Regions from separate parts of the Mus musculus genome. Here region 1 is linked to region 2. A link is a contact called in public HiChIP or PLAC-seq data. All regions are on one chromosome and are shown on one strand. The core of a region is the stretch at or near the end of the contact, and the rest is flanking DNA. Distances in the headings are between cores, read along the strand shown. Region 1 has its middle 18 kb from the start of Sst. Region 2 holds the start of BC106179 (cDNA sequence BC106179).

Region 1 (5,424 bases), core at 1,593-4,092, 680 kb before region 2:
CCTGACTGCTAGAGTTTCAGTGCGCATGAGCACACCCAGTAGAATATTAGCTTTCCACTGATTATGAGCCTGTTTGTACATGTTTGTCAAAGTGCATCTGTAGAAGATCAGGAAAAGGAAGACAGCGCTTTTTGTTTGGGAGCTGGTCTGGCACTCATAGCCAGGCTATGATGCTCCTCTGCTAAGCACAAATAATTTCAGAGTGAACCATTCTGATTTACAGCCATGACGGGATGGCGAACAACCAAGGTAAGGTCAAGGATACTCCAAAATTATATCTGGACATGACAGAAGTATGGATGTTATTTAAACCATAAAAGCCCCCCTTTTCCACATCCTGGACAAAAGAATGGTTGCCATTTCTTTATAATCATGTCTCTGCTTCCTTCCCCTTTCAGTTTGTAGATAAGAGTCACTGAGGTCTTTACCCTCCAGCGTTATCCAGCTCAGAGTAAACCTCCATTTAGAGGAACACGTCTCCTAATATAGTTCCGAAAGTTACAGTTTGTCCTCTGGGAGAACCTCTTACTGAGGTGCTGAGGCTCTCATATGCACGTCTGTCTCTTTCCAGTGAATCAGAAACCCGGCATTCATTCAGTGACAGGTGTGTTTCTCATGGGTTTTGTCCAAGAGAACTGAACAAGAGATCCCTCTCTTCTTCCAATGTTCACGAGTCTCTTCCAGCTCAGTGAAATTAAACATAACTAAACAAAAATATAACTGAGAAAAAAATTAAAAATAACTGGAATATTCCAAAATGTATTTGGAAATTTGAAAACCTCATTAGGTCTCAGGATTAAAAATAAAGTATGATTTCTGATTATTTAGAAGTTAAGGAGAAAAGACAGACATAAAATTATATGTTTTTATCAAATAAACCATTTAAACTGATGCCATAACTCCTAAAGAAATAGAAGTCATTAAAAGCCTCCCAAACCAAATATGTATATGCCAGGACCAGATGGGTTTAGTGCAGAATTCTATCAGACCTTCAAAGAAGACCTAATACCAAATCTCTTCAAATTATTCCACAAAATAGAAACAGAAAAATCACTACCAGTTCATTCTATGAAGCCACAGTTGCACCGTGTATTCTCCCTTGGAGATGGAACAGTTTCTGTCTAATCAGAAACTTGTCACAATTTCCTTTCATAGAGGACTTCATAAGAGATTTTTTTTCCTACTTCTGTTTACTGTTTCAAATAGATTTTTTTAAAAAAACTGGTTGAGTGCATTTTACTTTTAGCTTCAGAAGATATCATCTTGGGCGTGAACTTGGTGGATGGTCCCAAGTTCCCCAGAGGACTCTCCACGCTGCAGGCGCCCTAGCACACGCAGGATCTTGGGATCACTGAGGAGAGTCAGCCTCCAGAGAGGGCTCTGACTCTGGGACTCAGGGGAGAACACCATCTTGTATCCCGGGTCTCTCAGAGACCAGTCTGCGCAGGAGAGCGCATGGGCTGCAGAAGCAACCGAGCTTCTTGGACAGGGTCCCTTCAGGCCTTCATCCTCAGCCAGGAGACAGAGCTGAAACCCAGACCTCTGGGCACCTTCCATGCCAGAGGAGAGTCCAGGGAGGGCTCTGACCCCAGGAATCAGGCTAGCTACATCCACTGGTGCAATAGTGGCATGACTATATTGGGAGTAACCAACTCCTTTGTCTTCAGATTGGAGACTGGTTCCTTGGGAGGCAATATGCTCATCTGTTCCTTTAATCTTGATTAAAAGCCTATGGCAGAGGAGGCCATGGGCCCCAGTGGGGAACAATATACCACCATTTTCCAAAAAAGAGACTTGTCCAAGTTCTTTCCAAATATTTATGATTACACTCATAGAATACAGCCATATTCAATCTGTGGATCAGGTGCCTCTGTGTGAATACTCCTTTTGTTGTTTTTGTCTATAACAAATAGCTTGGCCAAGGAGCTAAATTTTTTGATAACAGTTTTTCATCCTCCCCTTCTCAAAATCAGTAGGTGTTACTACAGTGTTCTCTGGAATTTTCATTGATCAAGAAATATTATCTACCTAATAGATAAAGTATCTATAATATCTCACTTATATATTGCCTGATAAAATATTAAAAAAAAACCTTATTGATTCAGTAGCCTCACAGGCTGCCTTGAGAATATAAGCTAGAGAGATTGATTATAAATGTCCTGTGTAATTGTTCCTAGTAGTGATTTTGTTTGTAGATGTATGGGAGAAGAGGCCATTTACGCTGACTCTTTTTTAAAAAAAAAAAAAAACAAGTTTTTAATTAGATATTTTCTTTATTTACATTTCAAATGTTATCCCCTTTCCTGGTTTTCCCTCTGAAAACCCCCTATTCCTTACCCCCCCTCCCCCTTGCTCACCAACCCAACCACTCCCACTTCTCGGCCCTGGCATTCCTGTACACTGGGGGCATACAGCCTTCACAGAACCAAGGACCTCTCCTCCCATTGATGTCTGACAAGGCCATCCTCTTCTACATATGTAGCTGGAGCCATGGGTCTCTCCATTTGATTGGTGGTTTAGTCCCTGGGAGCTCTGGGGGTACTGGTTGATCCATATTGTTGTGCCATGCACTCCAGTTGAGTCAGCTTGACAGGCTGTGCAGCCTAAAAGCCACTCACGAGGCAGAGAGTTTCAAGGAAGCTCACCTCCTGGAGTTTTTGCGTTCTCATTCAACCACATACATATACTCTATTCCCATGTTAGTCTGGTGTATGGATCTATGAGCTCTCTTTTAATATTTTATTATAAATGCCTTTTAAGATTAAATTCTGTTATAGTGTTCCAAGGTTCCAGTAGCTGCAAGCTTGAAATCCTAGCTTGAAATCCGGCAGGAACTCAGAAAGGAAGTTACCTATTCAGTTACTAATTAAGCATTACAATAGACAGAGCCAGTGGCTCAGCTGGTCTGCAGAAAGAGCCAGGGAATCTCACTGAGATAGAAATCTTCAGTACAGGCTACATTGCATATTAAAAGCAAGTTGGTATATTTTTCTGTAGACCCAGGAAATAGGGTGTTGGGGTATTGCAATATTCATGATAAGGTCTGCTAGTGCAGAACCCCTGGTGGTGGGTTTTACAATAGACTAGTTTGCACCTAGCTCCCTTCTTTTGTGGCAGCAGCCTGGTCCCCACCTTCTTTTGATGTATACATTCCTTTTGTATTGTGTCACTGTAACTCGGTGGATTGTATGTTGCCTGGTTTCTTGTTATTCCTTTGGTATAAAAAGTTTGATGCTCGACCTGACACAATACATTCAGATTCTACACAATCTCTCCTATTGGTCTGTCTGTCATTCCCTCCGACGCTTTGCCCACCTGCCCCAGAGACCCGTTTCACGTAGACAAAGGGATCCAGAGGGTCTGTGGCATTGTTGTTCCTCCTATGGGGCTGCAAACCCCTACAACTCCTTGGGTCCTTTCTCTAGATCCTCCACCCTGTGCTCGAAATACCCAAGATACAATTCACAGACCATAGCTGGGCGTGGTGGCACATGCCTTTAATCCCAGCACTTAGGAGGCAAAGGCAGGTGGATTTCTGAGTCTACAGAGTGAGTTCCAGGAGAGCCAGGGCAATACAGAGAAATCCTGTCTCAAAAAAAATCCAAAACCCCAAAAAAACCGAACCCCCCGCCCCCCCCCCCAAAAAAAAAAGAAAGAAAAACCAATTCACAGACCACATGAAGCTCAAGAAGAAGGAAGACCAAAGTGTGGATATTTCAGTTCTTCTTAGAAGGGGAAACAAAATACCCATGGAAGGAATTACAGAGGAAAAGAGTAGAGGAGAGACTGAAGGAAAGGACACCCAGAGACTGACCCATCTGAGGATCCATACCATATATCAAACCCATATACCAAACCCAGACATTATTGTGGATACCACCAACTGCTTGCTGACAGGAGCCTGATATAGCTGTCTCCTGAGAGGCTCTGCCAGTGCCTGACAAATACAGAGGTGGATGCTCTCAGCCAACCATTGGACTGAGCACTCTGACTCTTTATATTGTTTTTAGGTTCCTGGGTCTCAGCTTTTCCTCTCTTTAATGACTTTTCTCTGTTGACTCTTATAGCAGATATGGAAGAAATCATTTACATGTTATATGAGGCTTCTTCAAATTATTTGGCCTCAGAAAAAAGAAGGATGATGTCTTGGTTCACCAAAATTTTAGTAATGACCCGTGCGCATGTGTGTGCATGTGTCATGGTGAAGCTCAGAGACAGCTTGCAAGAGTTGTCTCCTTCATTCTTCTGTGGAGTTCTGGGGACTGAACTCTGGTCATTAGACTTGGCTGCAAGCACCTTCATTTCTGAGCCAACCCGCCACCCCAGTCCCTTGGTTAAAGTATCTTTACTAGGACTTGTTGCCACATATGTGATGTCAAAGGGTCCTCACTTTGATGTGTCTCCGTCTATGGATATAGGAACACAGTAAATACAGTTTTCCATGTTCTGTTGTGGATGGGGTTAGGGTTTCTCATTGACTAACATGAAGAACCTTGTAAATGAAAGACCCACAACGTGAGAACTCCCCCATGTTCTGACTCAGGAGAGGCGACACCCTAAATCACTCACAAGAAACGGTCTTGCTGCAAACTGCAAGAGGATTTTTATTCAAGAGTGCTCTCGGGCCCACGGTCATACACCATGCAGGGGTAGAGGACTGTGGCGCCCTGAGTAGCTGGGTAAGGGGGGTATTTAAAGGAAGACACCACAACTCAAGGAAGTGGGGAAGGCGTTGTTAGAAAATACCAAAGATACCAGTTAAAAGTCCCAAGGAAGTGCAAAGTCACAAGAGTCACAAGGAATACCTGGTAATTGTGCAGGTTATCTCTCAAGACAGTTTCTAAGAGTCCCTAACAATAGCACATTTGCATAGCGGGTTCCCCAATGGTCAGGGTGACTTTCTTTGAATGAACTCTCTTTGAATCCAGGAAGTGGGTGGGTGGAGGAATGTGGCTATCTGTTTTATGATTAGCATACCTTGGAGCATTAAGTCACAGAGGTCACATTCCCAAGCCTGGGCCTAAAGGCTTAGAATTTTGTTTTTTTTACGTTATACTTTCATAAGAAGTCAACTTCAGTGCCTTGCTTTGTAGTTTGTGCAAATTCAACTTGGAAATTTGTGCAATGGCCAGATGTTCCCTGTGTGGGAGTCTATTACAGTTCCAGAGTAAGGATCAAGTTTTATTCTCCGTCATGGGATTCATCTCCAGATCTTATCTGAGGGTATAGGGGTAAAAAATCAATATCTTTTCCCTATTCTTGATTCTCAGTACAACACCAAATTTCCATCTCATACCATATGTGATTTATGGTAAGTAAAATTCACAAAGATTTCTTTCCATAAATAGGCATTAATTCTCTAACATTCTTTAGCACAACCTCCATTGGGTACCAGCTTGAGATTCCCTAATCCTAATAGATCAA
Region 2 (5,164 bases), core at 397-2,896:
CTGGAAATGAAGGGGAAAGTAAACACGACTAGGAGGAAGGAAACACACCTAGGCGGAGCGAAGATGGAGAGAAAAGCCTCCAAGCACAAACTAGCTAGCTTTAGAGAAACTAATCTCACTGTCCTCTGCCTGCTTCTCTGCTAAACACAAAAGGCACAGTCACTTCCACGGGAATCATACATAATAGATAAATTAATTAAATAAAATCAATGAAAAGAATGCTTCGTTCTGTACTGAGGGGCTCAGAAGCAGCTGACTACAAGAGACACTCTCCTCCCAGCGGGGCTGATGTCAACAGCCCCAGCTTCTGCCCGAACAAAGGCTTCTTAGCGCCCGCAAAACATCTAAGCCTCTCCAGTTGGCCCTAGTTCAATTTGAGAACAAGAGGGCAGCCAGGAGAGCAGAGCAAAGTTATGAAGCGGGACAGGCTGAGAAGTGGGGGAAATGCTAAGTCCCTCTTCTCCACTAAAACAGAGAACTCTAGAAAGGTATAATGGAAGGGCGCAGTTTCCAATTTGAATTATTTTCTTTGTTTCACTCCGCCCTGCCTGAGGCTACTGCCTTTTAAGCCGACCGCAGAATCCTCTGGATGAAGGCCGAGCAGTTGGAAGACCCAAGGGGCTGAACTCTCAGACCTCAGCTTCCTGCCTGTAAAATTAAAAAGGTTCCCTAGCTGTCGCCTGGATTTTTTCAATAACAAAGGTACACGGTTGAAGGCTGTCCAGTTGTCTTCAGAGACAGGTTAGTCTCCACAGGGACTACTCGAGGTGCAGCATCAGATTGGTAAAATGCTGTCACTCCTGCACAGGTCGCCTAGGATCCGTTCACCGCCCCCTTCCTGTCCTCAACTTTTCCTCAGAGCTGACAAGCCCAGACCTCAATACGCTAAAAATCCGGCTGCGTGAGCAGAGTGAAAGTTAAGGGGAAAGCACAGCAAACAGTGGACCTACCTCTGCGAGCCTCCGATACGTCCCCGTCTAGACGAGGGGCCCCCGTTGGCCTTGTGTGGCCAGGGCCAGTGACACCTGAAATGTCTAGCCACAGGGAGCTCCCAGGCGAAGAGCAAGCAAAACCCAAGACCTCACTGGTGGATTTTGTTAAAATGAACTATTCTTTCAGCAAGCTAGGGAGGCGCTCGAGATTCCCCAACAGGGGCAGTCGCCAGTGCACGGGGACAATGGTGTGTCGGGCAGGGTCTATTTTAGAAGGGTACCCTACAGATCCTTAGTTCAGCCCACGACTCTTAAGAAAATCTCGAAGAAGAGATGAGGGCTTGTAGGTTTCACCTCCAAACCCGTGCCAATGGGTGAAGCATACGTGTGGGTGGGGTGGGGGCTTTTTGTCGGCTCTTTCTTGTTTGTATTTTCTTTTTCCTTTAAAAATCAACAGGTTTAGTCCGTCCCTTCACAGAGCACCGCTGCGAAAGGTCCCCACCTCTCCAGCAGTAGTAGGTGGCCTCCAAGCGCCGCACCCGTTGGTTTGGCTGGAACAATAACCTGACCAAAAGAGGTTCAGCCGGGGCACACGTGCGTTTGTTGTGGTGCCTGCGCTCCCCCTCTCCTTCCACCGGGCTTGTTTTCCTGCTCTGTTACCAAAGTGGGCAAGATCTAAAGAGACCCTCACTCCGCGAGTCAACGCCTTACACAATACAGACGCTGCAGTGTAGGTTCCTGCGTCCCCGCACACGTGGGTTTGTTATGGGTGCGCAGGCTGGCGTGCCGGGGGGTGGGGGTGGGGGTGGGGGATTAGGGAGGGGAGGCCAAGGCGGTCCCTCCCCTGGACCCGCGACAGACATCCCCAGCCCGGGGCGGCGGCTCCTACTCCCGCAGCTAGGGCTGCCTCTCAGCGCACCCCTGCACTCCTTCTTCAGACCCGTGCCGCCCGCCTCGCCCCTACTCACTTGCAGCTCTCTCAATCGGGAAGGCGGCTGCGGTCGCTGAGCCCACCGAGCGCTCGCACGGCGCGCAGTCCGATTCCCTTTGTTAGGGTCGGGCAGTGCCAGGGCGGCTCCCCAACCCAGGCTGGCGCTCAACTCCACTCCCCCAGGTGCCTCTGGATCTTGCCGGGCCGAGGGAGAAGAGCCCGGGACTCAAGCTCCGAGTGAGTCCCCTTGAGAACGGATCTTCTGGGAAGCAGAGAGGGAGCACAGATGAGGGTACAGAGGACCGGGAAGGAGGGAAGAAAAGCACGGCAGACCGGCGGGAGGACGCTTGGTCTCCGTTATGCAAATAGAGTCGTTAAAACTAGAAAAGTGCTCTATCACACCGGTCCCAAACCATCCTGGCCCTCTGGAGGTCGCTAGCGAGCAGGCTCAAGGTTAAAGGTGCCTGCTTAGGGCTCCCCGTAATGCAGGGAATCTTGCAGTCTGTCCACAAAGAGCAAGCCTTTGGGGCGGAGCAATGCGGCAGGCAAGGAAGCCCAAATGCTGCCTCCACCCCCACCCCCTGCGTGTCCCGATGGATTGGATTCAGTGTTATCTGGCGAAAACGTTCTTACCAGAGTGCTTGTCCTGGCTCTGCACAGGGTGATCCTGATCAAACAAGTCATTTAACCCCTGTGAAAACTCAAATTTTTATGTAGGACACATACATCTTAGACTGTAGTATTTAGAGTTTAACAAAAATCCCCCAACATTAAGTGTATCCTGTACACAGCCTTGTCAAACTTTTTTTTTTTTTTTTTTAGATGTTCTGGAGTCCTGCGACCTGGAACTCTCACAGTAGGTACGCAGGCAGGCAGGACCCGGTTACAAAGGTAAAGACAGCCGGGCACCTTCCTTCCACTGGGCTTAGGATACGGCTGCTGGAGAAGTCAGGAGGAAACATCTTGTTGAAGAAGCAGTCTGGCAGTCTGACCATCTCTGATTACCCACAGACCACTTCCGAAAGACTGAAAACTTTCCTCTGTAAGAGAACTGGAAGCCACCATCTGGCCGCTCCTTCGGTCCTTTCTATCCTAGAGAAGAGATTTGACTACTCTGAGGCAGTAATCACATCCCAAATATCCACCTCTGAGCTGGGAGAGGAATCAAATAGAGCTCCAAGAACGCAGAAAATTGCTGGTCTGGGTTTTCTGTGTAGCAAAATAGCCTCTACAGTAAGATTGCTGGAGCCAGGACCAGAGCGTTCTCTTCAAGTCCAGATAGCCGCTTCCCACCACCAACCTGGGAAAGAAAAGATTGCCGCCTCCTCCCCAGCACCTGTCTTTCAGATTGTCTTCCTCCATCCTTTGATTCTGAGCCCCTAGCTGCTCACCCTCCCCCAGCTGCTCTGGAGCCAGAGACCCAAATCAGAAAGTGCCAGACAGTGAATTCAGTTCTGTGGCCAAGAAGCTATTTGTTCTTGGGTGAGTTCCACAGTCTTTCTGGGCCATTCTTTCCTCTTCTGCAACATGGAGAGCTAGAAGACAGCACTAAGGATCATGTTTACACGAAATGATTTATGTGGAGCAAGTAACGTAGAGTCTAGCCTACTGAGCATGCTCATAATAGTGCACTCTGCTGTGAGCCAATGAAAGCAGACCCCGGGTGACTGTTTCTGAAAGGGTGCTAACTGAAAGTCGAAGATTTTGTTCTACATTAAGAGGCCATTAAACGATTTTAATGCATGGCTCACAGTGCATCCTTGTGCTTTAGGTAGATTCTTCGGTCGCGGTTCTTGAAGATGGAAACAGGAGCGAGGACTTTAAGTGAGAATCTCAGACTGACTTGGGAGCTGACAGACAGTGGAGATCGCTTAAGCACCTGAACTGTGACGCTGACACAGGAAATGAAGAAAAGGCATCTAGACAAGAATCACCAAAGACACAGTGCTGGTTTCAGTGTTATACACAGTAAGGTGTTAAACCCACTTGTGGATGAGGAAATTAAGTCACCCAGGCCCTTGAGAAATCTCAGTATCCCTCACGTTCATTGAAAGCCTCAATCCTTTCTTTCAACCTCCCTCTTGTTTCCACTCAATTTAAGAACTAAGAACCATACAATAGGAAAGAGACTCTTTTAAAATGGGATACAGCATCTACTCTTAAGTTCTATTTTCTAGAACTCTAACCAGTCAATGGGGGGGAAAGGGAAGGGGTTCACTCTGGGTTTTGAACTTGCCACATTGATAATACCCACACACTGTGGCAAACCTAAAAAGAAGCCCTGGGGGGGGGGGGGGTCTAGAACAGATAAATAGACATGTAGGGATATTCCCAGAAAAACTGCAGGGGCATCACCATCTGGTAGCTTTCCAAAGTGGCTCTTTCATCAGTAAGGCCTTCTGACCTGCAATGAGAGACAAAATGTTGAACTATATCTCAGGACTATAGAGCTGCAGGCTACAGGAATATAGTTCATCATGCTGGTCGGGGACTATAGATTGTCAGGCTATAGGAATGTAGTTCATCATGCTGGTCGGGGGCTATAGAGATGCAGGCTATAGGAATGTAGTTCATCATGCTGGTTGGGGGCTATAGAGCTGCAGGCTATAGGAATATAGGTTATCGTGCTGGTTGCTTTCCTTAGAAGTCCACATTCCATAACTTCTGCTCCCACTATCTGAATGTACCCTCCATTCCTATGCTGAAATCTCAACCTGCACTCAATGGATAGCATTAGGAGATGAGATCTTGGAGAGGCAAATAGTCATGAGGGCAACATTATCTTGAATGAGACCACTTACCAAGGAGACACAGGCATGTCCTTCTACCTCATTAAGAGAAGCTAAAAGGCACCAGCTACAGACAAGATGTCTGTCCTCACCAGTTGCCAAAGCTGATGTCACCTAGACCTTGGGCCTACTAGACTTCAGAATGATGAAGAATATATTTCCAAGTGCTTTAAATCACCTAACTTGTGGTGGTTTTGTTGCTGCATTCTTTATTATTATTATTATTATTATTATTATTATTATTATTATTATTATTATTAGGTATTTTCCTCGTTTACATTTTCAATGCTATCCCAAAGGTCCCCCATACCCACCCCCCCCTTGTTGCTGCATTCTTAATAGACTTAGACAGTCCCTCGGTGTCTTAGGTCCTGTCCTTCACAGTAATCATTTCAGGCCATTTACTGGTGAGTATAAATGAGGTGTTGCTTTGTAATAGTCACAACAAGCCACTGGCAAACAGTATTTCTGAGGTGTTCTTGAGAAATACCTTGGCCGCAAAGGATGTGGGA

The links. HiChIP or PLAC-seq counts read pairs in DNA pulled down with a chosen protein or histone mark.
Region 1: a contact with region 2 is called in an H3K4me3 HiChIP or PLAC-seq map of embryonic stem cells, with 7 read pairs. The contact joins the enhancer-like site here to the promoter of BC106179 in region 2. A contact is called at or near these places in 3 of 39 promoter capture datasets (the 3T3-L1 cell line, embryonic stem cells and liver), 2 of 484 Hi-C or Micro-C datasets (cortical neurons and myocytes), 2 of 115 datasets of contacts at active chromatin or transcription factors (embryonic stem cells and forebrain) and 1 of 9 other capture datasets (embryonic stem cells).

The regions. Positions count from the first base shown.
Region 1 is chr16:23,906,264-23,911,687 of GRCm38.p6, reverse strand. No RefSeq gene overlaps it. Among named protein-coding and RNA genes, the nearest start is that of Sst, 18 kb to the right of the region's middle. Within about 2 kb of position 2,842, at least 3 of the 459 cell types and tissues checked have an H3K27ac peak or open chromatin away from gene starts, as enhancers often do. A contact at or near this core is called in embryonic stem cells, where this site is marked.
Region 2 is chr16:23,221,966-23,227,129 of GRCm38.p6, reverse strand. BC106179 (cDNA sequence BC106179) reads left to right here and starts at 1,646. Exons shown (of 3, transcript NR_152126.1): 1 at 1,646-1,662; 2 at 2,686-3,345; 3 at 3,635-5,164. It overlaps St6gal1 (beta galactoside alpha 2,6 sialyltransferase 1), which reads right to left and starts at 2,390. Exons shown (of 8, transcript NM_145933.4): 1 at 1,901-2,390.